2 separate regions of the Mus musculus genome follow, and region 1 is linked to region 2. A link is a contact called in public promoter capture Hi-C data. All regions are on one chromosome and are shown on one strand. Each heading gives the region's core, a stretch centred on a gene start, on an enhancer-like site or on the middle of the called end of the contact. The rest is flanking DNA. Distances are from core to core; before and after follow the strand shown. Region 1 holds the start of Tsc22d2 (TSC22 domain family, member 2). Region 2 overlaps Gm40056 (a long non-coding RNA gene).

The links. Promoter capture Hi-C pulls out the DNA fragments that hold promoters and counts their contacts.
Region 1: a contact with region 2 is called in a promoter capture Hi-C map of liver. The contact joins the promoter of Tsc22d2 here to the enhancer-like site in region 2. A contact is called at or near these places in 15 of 39 promoter capture datasets (the 3T3-L1 cell line, 3T3-L1-derived adipocytes, the SN4741 cell line and 9 more), 1 of 15 datasets of contacts at CTCF or cohesin (the NIH/3T3 cell line), 10 of 484 Hi-C or Micro-C datasets (bone marrow-derived macrophages, cerebral cortex, embryonic fibroblasts and 7 more), 18 of 115 datasets of contacts at active chromatin or transcription factors (the NIH/3T3 cell line, SST interneurons, acute myeloid leukemia and 11 more) and 1 of 9 other capture datasets (pancreatic islet).

Annotation. Positions count from the first base shown.
Region 1 is chr3:58,413,107-58,417,129 of GRCm38.p6, reverse strand. Tsc22d2 (TSC22 domain family, member 2) reads right to left here and starts at 2,410. Exons shown (of 4, transcript NM_001081229.2): 1 at 1-2,410. The coding sequence starts at 1,441.
Region 2 is chr3:58,144,746-58,148,308 of GRCm38.p6, reverse strand. All of the region lies in intron 4 of Gm40056 (a long non-coding RNA gene), which reads right to left. It overlaps 1700007F19Rik (RIKEN cDNA 1700007F19 gene), which reads left to right. Exons shown (of 6, transcript NR_040538.1): 5 at 1,485-1,536. Among named protein-coding and RNA genes, the nearest start is that of 1700007F19Rik, 17 kb to the left of the region's middle. Within about 2 kb of position 2,203, at least 8 of the 459 cell types and tissues checked have an H3K27ac peak or open chromatin away from gene starts, as enhancers often do. A contact at or near this core is called in liver, where this site is marked.

The DNA.
Region 1 (4,023 bases), core at 1,161-3,660, 270 kb before region 2:
GCTGACCACTGCCACCCATCTGCTGCGGAGGCTGCACGGGCTGGGGCTGCCCAACCCCAGTAAGCCCGGAGCCTGGCTGCACCACGCCTCCTAGAGCAGCTGGGGCCACTCCGGCCGGCTGACAAGGAGCGGCCTGGCCTACAGGAACCGGACCCGGGGCCACAGCTTCACTGGGCTGGGCGGAGGCGCCCATCATCTGGGCACCCAAGGAGGAGACGCTCTGGCCAGACCCCAGAGGAAAGCTGGCCGCGGAAGCAGAGGTGGCGCTAGCGCTGGTAGACAAGGGCTGCGCAGGGCTTGGCGGCTGCAGGGCCACGTGCGGCGGCAGGTACTCACTCTGGCCGGATGGCTGCATCGGCAACAAATGCCCGGGTGGTATCTGAGGCTGGGGATAGGCGAACTGCTGTGACAACGAGGAGCCGCCGGCCGGGCCGGGCTGAGCTGCCAGGGCCACAGGCTGCGCCAGGTTGACATTCGGCGGCGGCGGCAGCCCCTGACCGACAGGCCCGGGGAGGGCGCCTCCGGCCACGGCTCCCTGGAGCTGGGTTGGCTGAACGGCTGCTGTCATTGGCTGCGGCCCGGTCGCCGCTCCCGGGAACGGCGGCAGCGACGCCGAACTTGGAGCCACAGCCCCACCTACGGGCGGTGGAGGCTGCGGCTGCCCGACGCTGAAACTCTGCGGCTGGGCGAGAGTGGGCTGGCTCATTTTCTCCGACGGGGGTAGCTGTGACACAGCAGTCAAGGAGCTGTCAGTTCCCGAGTCCAGCCCGTGCGCCCCCTGCATGGAGGCCACCACCACCACCACCGACCCTCCGGTGGCTCCCAGGCCGCTGTCCCGCTCCGCAGTCTGCTCCAAAGTATTGCTGTGTCTAATGCAATCCCCGGACCTGGTGAGGACGCTGCTATCCGAATCCCGCTCGTAGTATTCCATACACGTCCATCGGCCGCGCCGGTACGGCTCCCCGCTCCCGTGGTCTAGTTTGATCACGCGGAAACGCGAACTACAAGTGGCAGGGGGCTGAGATGGAGTTGCACTACTCGGCCCAGGAGTGGACACCGAAGCGGCGGCCGCCGCCAGGGTCTGGGCGAGTGCCCCCGCCACGCTCCGGGCCGACACGCCACCGCCGCCTCCGTTGGCGGGCGCAGCTGAAGCGGCTGCCAGCTGCCCATCCAGGATGAGGTTCGGGGACACGGTCCCGGGAGTTTCCGCATCCCCGACATTGTTGAGCGTCTCTTCCGAGGAGCTACGCTCGCACACCTCCTCCGGGCCGTAATCCGTGGCCCGGGAAACGTCGAAGATCTCGGAGGACACGTCCTCCGTGCGCGACTCGTCCGGGTCGTCCAGGCTCTCGGTGTCCTCGGTGATGCTGGTGGCCACCTGAGCCGTGGTGACACTGGTGATCTGGAAGCAGCTCTTCTTCTTGGCCGGCATCTTGGACATGGTGGAAGAGGCTGGAGGGCAGAGGCTCCTCTGGGACCCCACCGGAAACCGAGAAGGGCCGAGCACGGGCCCCCAAAGACAAAGTCCGAGTTCGCGCCTGGGTCTACGGCCCACGCCGCCAAGTCACGGGCTGCTCTGGGCGCCGGCGTCTCGGCGCGACATCCTCCTCCTCCCTCCTCACCTCCCGCGGCAGGGGTGCCTCAATTCAACTCCTCAGCGACGGCCCGAGCGTGGTCCAGGGGCGGGCCGGCTGCTCCAACAGCTCAGCCTCCGCGGTCAGTCCAGCCCGGCGCTCGGCGCGGTCAGCAGGCCCGGCTGGGGGTGGAGCGCAGGGCGCAGGAGGCGGCGGCGGCGGCGTGAGGGGCGGTTCTGCCCCGCTCGGGCTCTCCTGGCCGGGTCCCGCGGCTGCTCCCGCGCGGCGACGCGGAGGAAGAAGGCGGAGCGGCGAGGCCGGGACCGGCGCTTCCTGACGGACGGGGCTGGAGGTCCGCGGCGGGAGGCAGCCCTCCGTCCCGGGCTCTAGCCCGAGCGCAGTCCGGGGGCCATGCCGGCGGTGGCGGCGGAAGCCCGCTCGGGGGCGGGGAAGGCCGGCAGTCTGGCCTCCCTCAGGGAGCCACCCGCGGCGGCGGCGGGCCCGGCCTCCTCGCGGCTCTGAGGCGCGTGAGGGGCGGCGGCGGCGGCTGAAGGAACGGCAAGCGAGCGGAGGTGCTCGGCGGCGTGAGGGGAACCGGTGGCGGCGCCTTCCGCTTCTCCGCGGCGCGGCCGGCTCGGAGACTCCGGAGGGAAAAAACAAAACAAAACAAAACAGAAATTCAAACTGCTGAAGCAGCGGCTGCAGCTCCCTCCACTCGGCCAAGATGGGGCTGAAATGGCCGCGCCAGGGATGCTGGGAGGAGCAGCAGCCCCGCAGCCGCTGCCGCCGCAGACTAAAATGCCGCCGCTGCCGCAGCCACCGCCAGCGCCGCAGCCGCCGCCGTTCCGTGACGCGCCGGCGTCGTGACGTCACCGCCCCGCCCCCTCCGGTTTCCTGCGGCTTCGCGTGGAGGCTTGAGGGGGGTTCGTGGGCGGGGCCAAGGGGGTAGAGAAAAGGGAGCGGGTTCTTTTATTTAAAAAATTTTTAAATTTAAATTTCCACACTGCAGGTTCACTAGGAGAGGAAAAGCCAGAAGACGGTTTTAATTTGTAAGCCTGGGGCATCGCATGGTTTAGGGCCGGCGTGTGGCGATCCTGGATGACTGGAGGTCATGTGCTCGGTCTAATGTTTAGCATAGTCTTAGAGGAACCTGGGCGATAGGGGAAAAAAGTAGGGCGATCCAGCTGCCGAAGAGGTGCATAGCTGGAGAAAGCGAACCGGGTTAAAAGTCCTGAAAATATATGTTAACTAGGATAGTGGGAGAAGTGAGATTTAAGAGAAACGAGGGTGACTAACACAGAACATCAAGCCAGACTGAGTTAGAAAGATGATCTTTCAGACAGAAATTCTGTCTATAAAAAGCGGCGGCGACAGGGATGGTTACTTGCCCAAAGTAAAGTCGGTTTCGAAAAAGATTAGGAGTTAATAACATATTCCAAATTTTCACTTGTTGTGGTTCAAGGCTGGAAGAGTTCATTTAAACTTTCGAGACGTTGAACATGAAATCTGCTTATAGGTTCCAACGTTGAAAAGCCTACAGTGTTAAATAAGTGTAGCTCTTTTGATTGTTCTAAGGCTCCTGTTAGAGCCATGTTGTTCTTTGGTTTGCTTTGGATCATGCACAGTAAGAGAATACCTTTTTCTTCCACTACTAAGTCAGACAGCAGCTCTGAAAGTGCCACTGAATTTTTCCATCTTGTAGCTACTTCCCAATCAAAATCGAGTCTTGTTGTTATGAGACCTCTTGTAGCCCAGGCTACTTACTTAAACCAAAGTGGCCTTGAACTTGTAGTGAGCTTCCTGCCTCTGCCTCCCAAGTGCTGGCAAGTGTCTCCACATTGGGAGAGTGAGGATGTTATTTTAAACACCGACCACTCTTGAACTCTTGACACATGAAAACAACTCTAAGTTAGCTAAAATCTGAGAAGTTTTGCTGGAAATTAAGATGTCAGATTTGTTGCAGCTTTTAGAGATCATATCAGGCTGACTCGTTTAAAGTAGTTTACTCAGTTCTCTAATCTTTAAAGAACTCTTTGATCCAAAAACGGATTGAAAATTAAAATTTACACAACACTTTCTAGGTATTTAGCTGTAATGTATGGAGATAGATATTTTAAACTCAATAGAAACTGTCCTTCAAACCCAAGTGACAGAGGTCAGTATATAAACCAATACCTCACAGTAACATCCCTGCTTCTTGAGGGGGGCAGAAGAAAAAAGAAAATAAGTGTTACATGCTGGTGTTATTGTGGCCGAGATAGCTGAGGGAATGCTTCATTTCTAAATCTATAATTTCAGTAATTTCTCAAGACAGTACGTAGAAATAATTGGCTTGTTAATCCAATGTGAATTTATAAGAGATTATTTTAATGCTGATGTTAAAATTAATTATCAGTGGGTATTGTTGACCATAGGAGTTTCAGAAAAATAAAAACCACATGCTTGATCG
Region 2 (3,563 bases), core at 954-3,453:
TTTCTTTTCTTTTTTATTGAGGCTTCCTTTTTTTTTGGGTACATGATAGAAGCTCTTTTTAAGTTAGCTTTCTGTGACAATTTCCTGCCCAGTTTCTGGATTCTTGTTATGGGATACCCTATCTGATGAGCGGGGAGGACTTGACAAGGTCTGTGCACCCCTGTTTGGGCTACAGGGAATATGTCCTAAGGCCCACTGGTTATTTCTGGTTATTTGAAGAGTTCAGCCTGAGTCATCAGATTCACTCTCCTGACTGAAAGTTCTTGGAGAGGCCTGGCACTTTGGGATCAACACACTCCAAAGCCTAGGGACTATGTGGGTATTGTCCATGAGATTGGGAGACAAAAACGAAGTATTTGGATAGTCAAAGCATGGATTTGGGGTCCAGGAAAGACTGTGAATGGCTTTGCCATCAATGGGACTCTTAACAGTTGAGCCATACAAGAAGGAATGGTTAAATGTCATTGTCTCATATTCTCTGTTGTGGCTGACTTTATGTTTTTGGTGTTGTTTTGGTTTTATGTCTTGTGTGTCTGATCTATCCTTGTGTGTTATGAATTGGGACGATATGGAGCTACGTTCAGAGACTGTCCCACCTGGGGATTCATCCCATATATAGTCACCAAATGCCAACACTATTGTAGATGCCAAGAAGTGCATGCTGACAGGAGCCTGATATAGCTGTCTCCTGAAAGGCTCTGCCAGAGCCTGACATATACAGAGGCGGATGCTCACAGCCAACCATCAGACTGAGCGTGGAGTCCCCAATGGAGGAGCTAGAGAAAGGACTGAAGGAGCTGAAGGGGTTTGCAACCCCATAGGAACAACAACAATATCAACCAACCAGACCCCCCAGAGCTTGCAGGGACTAAGCATGGCTCCAGCTGCATATGTAGCAGAGGATGGCCTCGTCAGGAATCAATGGGAGGAGAGGTCCTTAGCCGTATGAAGGCCTGATAGATGCCCCAGTGTAGGGGAACTGAGGGTGGGGAGGTGTGAGTGGGAAGGTAGGTGGAGGGACACCCTCATAGAAGCATGGAGAAGGGGTATAGGACAGGGAGTTTCTGGGAGGGGGAAACAGGAAAAGGGGAAAACATTTGAAATGTAAATAAAGAAAATATCCAATTAAAAAAAAAGGGATTTGCTGCTTATAGAAATTTGGCAAGCCCTTGTCACTGGGCTCTGGAGGAAGAGTTAGGATCAGATAAGAGTATTCACATTTGGGCTGATGCAAGGATCAAGGTGAACAAAACCAAGGAATGTGTGACTTGGGGACTTTGCTTATTGCTTTGTTTGATTACTACCTGGTGTGATCTTTGCTCTTTGCCTTGTTTAATCACTTTGTCTTTGATCTAAGAACTGACCCTATTCTCTGCTAGTACTTAGAATAGTGTAAAAGCTGACTGGGAAAAAAATTAACCCTCTTCAGCCTCAGCACTAGCTAGAGTCCTGTTATGTTTGTCTAATTGTCTTTTTCTTTTCAGTCCTCACTCCTGCCGTTGAGACCCTGTTGACTGACTGGGCTGGCTTGGTCAGGTAAGAAAAGTTTGTCTGTTCATTTTGTGTATATGGATGGATCTGTGATTTCCGATGTGCAAGAGACATGGAGCTGAGGCAGAACTATATCAGGCTCAGTTTTAAAAAGATGTTTAAAAAAACATGGTCACTGCATGCTTGCTTCTGACTGGTCTCTCCCTTGGATATATAAGTTTACTGTGTTTATTTATGTGTCTTGATTATAGCTTGGCTGCTACTGTTATAGCCAGCCATTGTGTTTGTTTGAATGTGTGAGCTTAAAGGATGTTTTGTGCTGTTCTACTTTAAGGGCCCATGATTCGATGAAGATGATACCCTGAACTCAAATAGTAAAATGAAAGAGTGTTTTATTCTGCAGAAGTCCAGCATCCTGGAGTCTCCCATTACCAGAATAGAGAGACAGCCAAGTGAGCTGTCAGGCCTGATTTAAAGCACATTAGGGAATTCCGGGATAGTTATCCTCTATGTTATTCTGTTGGGCCCATCTCTACAGACATTCCATTACTGGGTTGTGGGGGCTGGAAACTTGCTGGGGAGGTCTGGAACTGTTACTGAGGAAGTAGCTGAGGAAGTCTGGAAACTGCTGCTAACCTATTGTCCTTGCCTCAGGCCGGGTGACAGGGCAGCTTCTGAGGCAACTCTGGACTGACCTGGAATTGCTCAGTTCTTGGGAACAGAGATTTAGGCCTAGTCTCCTTAACTGCCCATTTGTAGCCTGTCATGGAATCAGCCTAGCATTCTCACTACTTTCTTGAGAATCTGGCTCTGGAATTGGGTTACGTATGGCTCACCCTTCTTCAGACTCGGCATGCTTTAAAAGGCTATGTCAGAGGTTAGAAACAAAAGAGATTATTGGCTTATTAGTTATTAGGTATGGTTAAAAATCTGTGACAAAAAGTTAACTTAAAACTTGTAACTTGGGGTTGGTAATTAAAAACCTCTGCTTAGATGATCTTAAAGAGACCATGTGACATTCTGTTCTGGGTAGCTTGCTGCCACCTTGAGCAGCAATACATGGTTGGTCGTTATCTTTGATAGAGATGGAGAAGGCAGACATCATAGCTTCACCACCATTTTGACCAAGGGCAACCATGGTGGTATTGGCTGGCCAAGATCCTCAGAGATGCTTTTAAGCTGGGATAAGGTTTTTGTATACTTCCTTTCTGTCCAAAAACAAAACAAAACAAAACAAAACCAGGTAAAACAATGCCTGTTTAATAAGTTATTAAAGTTGCACCTCTGCGTGTTCATATACAAGAATGTAACTTGCTGGAAGCCAAACTTTGTAACATAAGAGTAACCCATTTGGCATTGATTTTAGAGACTTTAAATTGTTTTTACTGTTAGAGCTTGGCTTTGCCTTCTGAAAATTATGGTTGTGCTCTGTGTCTTCACTCTTTAAACAGGTTCTTTATTTTGATTTTGTAAGAACAAGAACACATAGTTGAAAACTTTTAAAAGTCATTTTAGAAAGTTTTGGAGTTTTAAAACTGGATGTTAAAATAACAACAGCTTTTTAAAAAATATATTTAAGTTTATAAGGCTGTGGGACATTTTAAAGCTTATAAGATATTTTATTATATTGTCTTTATTAATATATGATCTTAATAAGTAGGTAAGTAAAAGGCTAAAAATTAGGGCTACAGATAAACATGAGAGACTGAGGAATTCCTATCTTATGATACAGTAAGACAATGACCTGAACAGGTGTGACAAAGAACTTGGAACAGTTTTTTAGCCTATGGATCATAACCCCCCTTTATTTATTTTTTTTTACAGGAGTAGCTTAGGGTTGCCTTCATGTTGGATGTTTGCACCGTCATTCATAACAATGTCAAAAGTACAGTTGTAAAATAACAAGGAGAATAATTTTATGGTTGGGGGTCACCCAAACACAAAAACTTGTGTTAAGGGTTGGAACACCAAATGGTTGAGATCCACTGGCCTAGAAAACTTCTCTCCTTACCTAAGATCTATTCAGGCTAACAGAGACTGATTTAAGCACATAGGTCGAACTTCCTTGCTTT